Regions from separate parts of the Mus musculus genome. Here region 2 is linked to region 1. Evidence: chromatin contacts called from public promoter capture Hi-C data. All regions are on one chromosome and are shown on one strand. The core of a region is the stretch at or near the end of the contact, and the rest is flanking DNA. Distances in the headings are between cores, read along the strand shown.

The links. Promoter capture Hi-C pulls out the DNA fragments that hold promoters and counts their contacts.
Region 2: a promoter capture Hi-C map of cranial neural crest shows a contact between it and region 1. The contact joins the promoter of Stat1 here to the promoter of Slc39a10 in region 1. A contact is called at or near these places in 2 of 39 promoter capture datasets (cranial neural crest and pre-B cells).

The regions. Positions count from the first base shown.
Region 1 is chr1:46,851,892-46,856,162 of GRCm38.p6, forward strand. It overlaps Slc39a10 (solute carrier family 39 (zinc transporter), member 10), which reads right to left and starts at 1,727. Exons shown (of 10, transcript NM_172653.3): 1 at 1,580-1,727.
Region 2 is chr1:52,117,682-52,121,952 of GRCm38.p6, forward strand. It overlaps Stat1 (signal transducer and activator of transcription 1), which reads left to right and starts at 1,757. Exons shown (of 25, transcript NM_009283.4): 1 at 1,757-1,942; 2 at 2,231-2,391.

The DNA of each region.
Region 1 (4,271 bases), core at 477-2,976:
CGCATGGGTTCCTAACCACGCTTAGTTGATAGAATTCAGTTTTGTCAATTTGGGGAGAGATTAAAACCACTGAAATTCAGTTACTTTTCGGTGAGGATGTAACTTCCTGAATACAGGCCAAAATTACAGTAATACAAAACACTTAAATCCTTTAAGTATAATTTTTAGTTCTTGCTAGTTTGAAGTTAGTCATTATTAGGCAGGCCAGTACCGTTGATATTTAATGCTTTATTCAAGTATGGCTTACTCCATCAAAGCCAAATAGTTTCCCATTAACTCTTTCAATGTAACTTTATGTACCCTTAATAATCTATAGTCACAATCCAAGACCCTTATTCTAGAAAACACCAAATGCTAAAAATGCCCACCAGCACATTTTATTTCCTTCACAGCATTTATCACTTTATCACTGATGTGTCTTTCATCCTACTGTAATGTCCAATGCACATAGGAAGAGGGGTGTGTGGGATGGACTCCCAAGGTCCAGGAGAAATGACTCACAAGGTACTCAAATACTTGTAGATTACGGGAATCCTAACATTACTCTGTACACAGAAGTTCTGCTTTGTTTAGGCTTCCCAATAGCACTGTTAACAATTCTAAGCCTCCAGCTCTTGTATTACTTTTTCTTAATTACCATTAGATACACATCCAAAAAGAAAACATACAAGAAACCTGTCACCCGCTAGTTACCGCACTTAACGGAGACATAAATAAGTTTCTAGGAGACGGTGGGTTGTACTGTCTTTTAACTCATGCTTTGTGTCACTTGGAGCAGACACTGGGGTGAAGGACCCTTCCAAATCGGTGGCGGGGCGTCCTGCGGTGAGATTTCTTCCACGTGCCCAGCTCCTTAAACTCGGCCCATGTGGACAGGCTCCCACGTGAACGCGTCTTCTCAGAAGCCGCAGGAAGCCCTTCCACGTCACGCCACCCGACGCCTCGCCAGGCTGGAGAGTTCCGAAGACCCCCCCCCCCCCAAGGGAGGAGCGAAGCGTGGAGCGGATGCGGACCCCGCGGTGGGCCGGCCACTTCCCTCCGCTCCCAACCGCGCCCACGCCACCCTACACCCCGGTGGCCGGGAACAAAGCCCGCGGCCGCACCACGGTCGCCCCACAACCCGGCTCCGGGACCCGTGGGCTGCGCCACACGCAGTTCCCGCGCGCCCCACCGAGCCTTTTCGGTTGGCCCGGAGCTGAGCGGCCGCCGTCCGTTACCCCCCGCAGACGAGCCCCTGGGACCTGCCTCGGGTCCCGGGTCCCCCGTACGGCGGCCGCGGGAAGCCCGCGCAGCCCTCAACCGGCGCTGCCCGCTCCGCGGCCCCGCAGCAGGCCGTGGGGCGCGGGTCCCCCACCGCCGACGCGGCACACTCGGCTGGCCCCAGCCTCACGCGCCGCTCTCCTGCTCGCCGCCACCGCCTGCAGCAGCTGCGAACACACGCGTCCCAACCCAGAGGCCCCGGTGCCAGCCCCAACCCGGCCGCCCAGCCTCCCCAGCCGTCCCGGGACTCCCAGGCTCCGCCGCGCACGGGGCCGGTTCTGGGGGAGGGAATGTAAACAAATCGGGGTTTTATAGTTACCTCACACTCGAGTGCCGTGTGCATCTCCTCTCCGCTCGGTACCAAACCCCGGCTGCACCCAGTCGTGTATTCTCCAAAGCCGCCTGCGCTATCTGCGTCGCGGAGCCTAGCGCGAGAGCCGGCGCTCTACGCCGACGGCGCACTCAGCCTGCTCCGGCTCCCTGCGCAGCCGCACCCTGGCCGCCTCAGCGCTACGCCGGCGGCGCACCCGGCCCGCTCGGGCGCCCTGCGCAGCCGCACCTCGGCCTGATCGGCGCTACGCCGGCGGCGCACCGGCAGCGTTCAGCCATTCACTTCGCGGACGCGCCTGGCGTAGGAGAGCGGCGGCACCGGCGGGAGCTACACCGACTGGCGGCAACTGGAAGAAATTAGATCTACGCAAATTGCGGAGCTCTGTAGCTCCGCGCTAGTTTTGTTCTGAGAAAGGACTCCTCGGGGATTGGGGGGAGTTGGGGCGGCTTTTAACGCATGCGTGGAACGGCCTTGGTCGCCTCGCCTGGCCTCGCACGTCGGTTGCTGAGGCCTTGGGCTAGCGGATGAGACGTAGAAGCCTGGAGAACGAGCGTCCTAGGCCGAAGTTTCGGAGTGATCAATTAGGATTGCTGATCTGTACACGGGTTAGACATCTATATTAAATTAACTCCGCCCCCTCTGTCCCAGCGACCGTGCCAGTCTCTGGGCAAAACTAAACTTTAGTGCTATGTGCAAAGTGTTTTGCATAACTCCCCCCACCGCACCCCCATTTAAAGAGCACTTACAGTGGGACTTCCCAAACAGAAAGGAGTTGAGTTTAAAAATGTCACGTAGTTCTGGTAGCTTTGGGTACCCATCCAAGGACTTCCCACCACCTTCTCTTACTGGAACAGTTTTACACCCAAAGGCAAGCCCCCCCCCCCCCATCCGCCCAGCAACACCGGTGCATTCATGCTTATATCCTGCCTGTTCTTGGATCCCTTTGCTCACACCGCCATTCTCAATGGCCTCCTCCCCTCTTAAGCAACTAACAACCCACAATTTTCTTAAAAGGAGGCTCGGCAAACTCTTTGCTTCATTATTCATTACTCTGCTTCCTGACTCTTAATTCATGTCTAGGCTTATTTGTATTCTGCCCAGATGCCTGTGTTTCTGTATTCAAGCTGAGCGTATTTACTAGTGAAAGTGAATTCTGGCCTTGCTTTATGGATGAACAGAGTGCATATAACTCTGAGCAGTAGTAATTGCCAGCTTTATGTATCAGGTACCTCCAGCATGCTTTGCGTGTGTATTAATTTAATATTCCTAACAGACTGAAGAATGACTACCCAGGAAATAAAGTCATAGGAAATAAGTAACTTGCCTGAGAGAACCGAGGAGGGGCATAGAAAGCCAAACCTATTCGGTATGGCTACGTGGCCTGTCTCGCTGACTTGAACTCCATGAAAGAAGCTGTTTTGCCTTTTGTTTTCTACCTGTACACGGAACATCTTTCGAGTGCTTAATGAGTGGCTAAAACCACAGTGAGCTTCTTCTACTCCTCTTTCTCTGCTGTCAAAGGAAGACATTCTGATAAGTCCTCAGGCCTCAACATTAGTGGAAGAAGATAGCAGAGTGACCACAGTCCTCAGACCCATGAATTAAGCTGGGGATTACACAAAAAGTAATGACTTAAGTTGTATAGAGTTTACCAGTAGATCCTTTGGGTACAAAGCATTAAAATATCCAATTTGCCATGGTATTTTAAGGCTTCTAATTATTTGATTAAACACATTGTCAATATATATATATATATATATATATATATATATATATATATATATATATATATTTATAAACATTTTTCAAATAAGTTAGAGCCCTTGAGTCAAGTTTCGAGCAGTGATTTGGGGCTATTTGTTTACAAAACCAATGTTCACCTGGTTTGCACAGGTACATCTAAATACTTGGTTAAACACTGAAGTATGACCATGGAGAGCAGTTAGTAGCTACAGCTGTTAATGGGATTCCTCCATACTCCTCAATCTCTCACAGTCCTTTCAAGATTTTCGAGAATTTCAGATTGTGGCAACTAAAGTGCTAAAAGCTTCAGTCACGGTATTATTTCATGTATCTGTATCTGAAATTTAAAGGTAACCGTTTTACTTCTATGAGGCAATATAGTGAATCCAATGAATCTTTTAGTTCTTCCAAGGATTAGGAAAGAGCCAAATATAACAATGGGCATACAAATCACACCCCACCTTGAACTTTAACTGTCACTAAAGGAAGCCCAGGACAGAGGCCCAGCTTCCCTTCTAATTTTGAGAAAGTGCTCACCATCCACAACACAGTTATGGTGGTAATGAAATCTACAAAGGGCAGGAGAGATTCTAAGAAATCAGACCTTTCAAACCCAGTTGTTCTTTTCATGAATCAAGATTAGTAATAATAAATGATTTCTAAAAAAAAAAAATCTCCTTAATACACTTGAATCTAAACACGGATTCTCACATGACCAAATAGATTTGGATCATCCTAGAAAAGTCATTAAGAGAAGAAGGAAGATTAAATGGAGTGAAATACAAGGGACTGAGCACCAGAACAGGTATTTAAAACCTGGGAAAGGAAGGTGTCAGGCTCCTGTAAGCAAGGGTCTGAATGTAGGCTTTAAGTTGAACAGTTATCATTTCTAGAGACTCGGTGGTATTCCATACCTGGGAGTGAAAAACTTAGTTCA
Region 2 (4,271 bases), core at 507-3,006, 5.3 Mb after region 1:
GAAATTACTTAGATCTTTTGCCAACTAAAGTGGTGCTGTTCAAGGCATGATTCAAATTCCATCTGTTTCAAGGAAACAATTGATTCTCTAGGTGTGCATTCTAAGAAGACCTAGTTGGTCCTCTGTGATATCTATGTAGAAAAGTGACATTTGATCTGAGGGGTTTTTGTTTGTTCTTTGGTTGGTTGGTTGATTTTGGGTTTTTCAAGACAGGGTTTCTCAGTGTAGCCCTGGCTGTCCTGGAACTCACTCTTTAGACTAGGCTGGCCTCGAACTTACAGGAATCAGCTTACCTCTGCCTGCTTAGTACTGGGATTAATGCTGTCTGCCATCAGCACCCAATTGATCCTAGATTTTAACATGAGTTAGTGACTCCTCAAAGAATTTGAGAATACAGATGTTGGCTTAGAGGACTTTTCAAAGAGAACACTGCTGGTGAGAAGATTGAGTTTGGGGAAAGAGTTTTGCTTATTCAAAGAATAAAAATGCTGTACTAAGCAATGAAAACAGAGTAGCACAAGCTGAGATTAAAGAAAGTGATAGGGGAACATGGCTTTAGAGAATATATTGAGAAATTTGAATTGTCTAAGACCAAGCAAGAAAAGCCATCATGAAATTTTTAGATTGGCATGACATGATCAGCATTGCAATTAGATTTAAAAAAAAATCACCCAAATGAGTGTATGGCAGATAAATTAAAAGGGAGTGAAAAGCCAAAGTCAAGCAGTCACCAGAAAAGCCACAGCAATGATCCAGGTAAGAGGACGGGGTGGTGGAAGAGGTAGAAACAGGAGCTAGACCAACCGAGGCTCGAGGACCAAGTGTCCGGGACTAAATGGGCAACGTCTATGGCTTGGCCCTCATCCGTTCCAGACTAAGACGGGGTATGAGGAGGAACCTGTGTTTTGAGTACAGTTGGTTTACAGACTCAGTAGATATCCAAGGACAGGGTAACTGTGACACTTGGAAGAAAGCAGTGGGTGTGTATACATCTAGGAGTGCTCCAGGACATGGAAGTTACAGGGACAGTCATCAAAGGCACAACGGGAGAAGGGTAGATAAGAGACTCACATTCTGGTTTAGTAGTTTAATAATGGAGATGGGGGACAGAGGGATGTCCTGCGAGAAAGGAAGAAGCAAAGAGGTCCTGTCATCATGATGGCTAAGCGGGACAAAAGTTTCGGTAATGGAGGTGTCAATTGTGTAAAGCTTTATTTTTCTTAAACATATTAGTTAGAATTATTTATTTTATTTCATGACATTTTTGTTTTGCTTGCGTGTATGTGTACTTCTTGCAGGCTTGGTTGACGTCAGTGGAGGTCCGAAGAGGGCACTAGACTCCTGGAACTGGAGTTGGGAACCATTACGCAGGCACTGCAAATCCAAGCCCTGTCCTCTGCAAGAGCAAGTTCTCTGTAGCTGCTGAGTTAAAGGCAAGTATTGAATGTTTTCAAATTGGTAAATTAAGCTCCCTGGCTTTAGTAGCGTGAAGGTTAATCTCTAGTCCCCAATTCTGAATCCCGCAGTGATGCGCCTACTTAATGCAGGATCTCCAAGACTGAGCTTGCGCAAGCCTATAGTTTCCAACCTTGTAAACACAACCCCCTGTCTGCGGTTTGCACCGCACAGCGGCGCCCCAAGTTTCGCACGCCGGGTAGGGAGCGCGCGGACCAGGAAGGCCAAGCAGCCGAGGGGGGGGGGACGGTGCGCTGATGGAACAGCCGGCCAATCTCTGCCGCTGATTGGCTGAGGCGGAAGGAGGCGGGACGCCCTCTAGCCTTTTTTCCTGCCCGGTACTTTCGGTTTTCAGCGCCGAGTCTGTCAAAGCTCCCTGGAGACCTCCGGGACCGCGCCCCTCAGACCCACTTGGGACACTGCTGAGCGGCGCAGAGAGATTTGCCCAGACTCGAGCTCCTGCGTGCAGTGAGTGAGTGAGAGCCAGGTGCGGATCCGGGTGCGGGTGCGGGTGGAAGTGGGGCGCCCTCTCCTCGGACCTGGGGTCTGCTGCCCACAGGTGACCTGTCATCCCGCAGAGAGAACGCCAGGAGCCGGATCGCTTGCCCAACTCTTGGCGCTGCTTGGCTCTCTTATCCTGCCGTTCTCACTTCTAGGGTAAAATGACTTGTGCAATAGACATTTCTCCCGGAAGACACTGCACCTTCCCGCTTAACCTTTGCTCGCCTTGCCTCCAGCCCCTTTCCACCACTGTAACATTTTCTTCTTTTTGCAGTCGTTTCAGCTCTGCTCCATACCCTGAGCCGGCGCCACGCCGCCGCGCATGCAACTGGCATATAACTTGCTGTGTGTGGTGATTGCTTGTGTTGAATCCCGAACCTGCACCCGGAGACAGCCCAGTAAGTCTACGTGGGAACGGAAGCATTTGGAATCTCAGTATGTATCAGCCCTTACCGGTTTTCTGAAACTTAAAGGTGGTATTTAGGTTCCGCAGAACCACTAATGGTATAATCACTATCTAAAATACTCCCGAACACTACCTAAAAGTTTAGGGATAGGTGAATGGATGGGTGAAGATTGCTTTTATCTGGCAGGAATGACTTGAGCCCTGATTGATCAATGAGGACTCAGACTTGTAGGTTCATCATGGGGTTTGCCTTTTGCTTTCCTACGCCTTCTGATACATACAAGGTTTCAGCGGAACAAACGGTTCTGTGCTCAGTAACACTTAGGCTATATGCCCGGCGCTGTAGGGTCCAGAGGACGCTGATAGCAAAATATATCCCCTCAGAGGCTCTGATGCGTGCAGACAGCAAGCTTCCTGTGGAAAGTTCATGCGCTAAAAACCGTGCAAATGGCAGCCTGGTACAGGCCAAAGAAAGTTATGTGTGGGAGGGATAGACAGTTTTAGGAAGAAGTACCATCTATACGGAATTCTGCTAGATTGTTGGAAACAATGTGGTCTGTGCAGAACGGGCTAGACCGGGAGGATAGAATGTTTGTTGGAGGCATGAAAACAGGAAAGAGCCAACTCCAGACTCTGAGCCAGGTGTTTAAGGACTGTCTTGCCAGTCTCAGGTTTACAGACATGCCACAGTGGTGGGCTGGAGTCCTTTCCAATGGTATTTGAAATGGCGGCTTGCTTTGTAGTGTAGACATTTCCTTATTATCCTTTGAAGGGGCATTTGTGCAGCAGACATGACTTCATTCCTGCACATGAGTGTTTGAAAACAAGTATTTATCCATACAGTCCCATATGCTCCATCAGAGTACAGACCTTTCCTCAGAGGTCTGGCGCTACTACAGTCTCCCACTCTGAATTGTGGTGGTGCCATTGTGTAGTGGTGTGTATCCCGTTACATGATTGTCACAGGTAACTTGTTTCTATCTCAAGACTTCCTTAATTTAGGGATTGCTATAATTTTTAACCTTTAGGATTACAATATAAAAACTGACTTCATGTTTATCTGACGAGACAAATATTACTTTATTCTTTCAAATGGCATTTGGCAATGCTGTATGAAAAAAAAAGACATTTCTTTTTCTGAGCCAGTGACTCACTGTGTAGCCTCAGAAGCGCTCAGTATTCATCTCAGGCTGACCTTGAACTTGTGGCCTTCTTGCCTCAGCTTTCCCAAGTGCTATGAGTTCAGGTGTGGTCTTGAACATGGCTTACTGCAGGTAGTTCTAGCTGTGCAAGTATGAGAACCTGAATTTGGATCACCAACATTCAAAAGAAAAAAGGCAGGTATAGTGACATGCCTCTGTGACTTCAGTGTTGGGGAGCACAGAGTTTGCTGGCGAGCTTGTCTCAAAAAAATAAACTGGAGAAAAGATTGAGGCTGATATCCTGATACTAACTTTGACCTCGACATGTGTCTGCCTGTACAACAAACATAAAACACATTAAAAAAATCACTATTGAGATTTGGGACTTCTTTGTGCCAGATTTATTGTTTACTGGAGGCACAAAAGAAAAACTATTTCTTTTAAAATGTGTTTAGCAAAAATACTTTATGAATCATAACTATAAAATGTCACCTTAATCGAAAGAGATGGTTCAGTGGGTAGAAGGTCTTGCTGCCACACTGGAGGACTTGATCTTGTTCCTAGGACTCCCAGGTGGAAGGAGGAAACCTGCTCCTGCAGGCCATCCTCTGACCTCCACGTATGTGGTGGGGCACATGTGTACACATACCCAAGCGCACATACAATAGGTAAAATGGAATAGTCATAAAATACCAGCTTTCCAATGCACTATAACTTGCAGATAAAGCTTTAGGAAGTGCTTGTGAGCTATCTTAATTCTAATAACT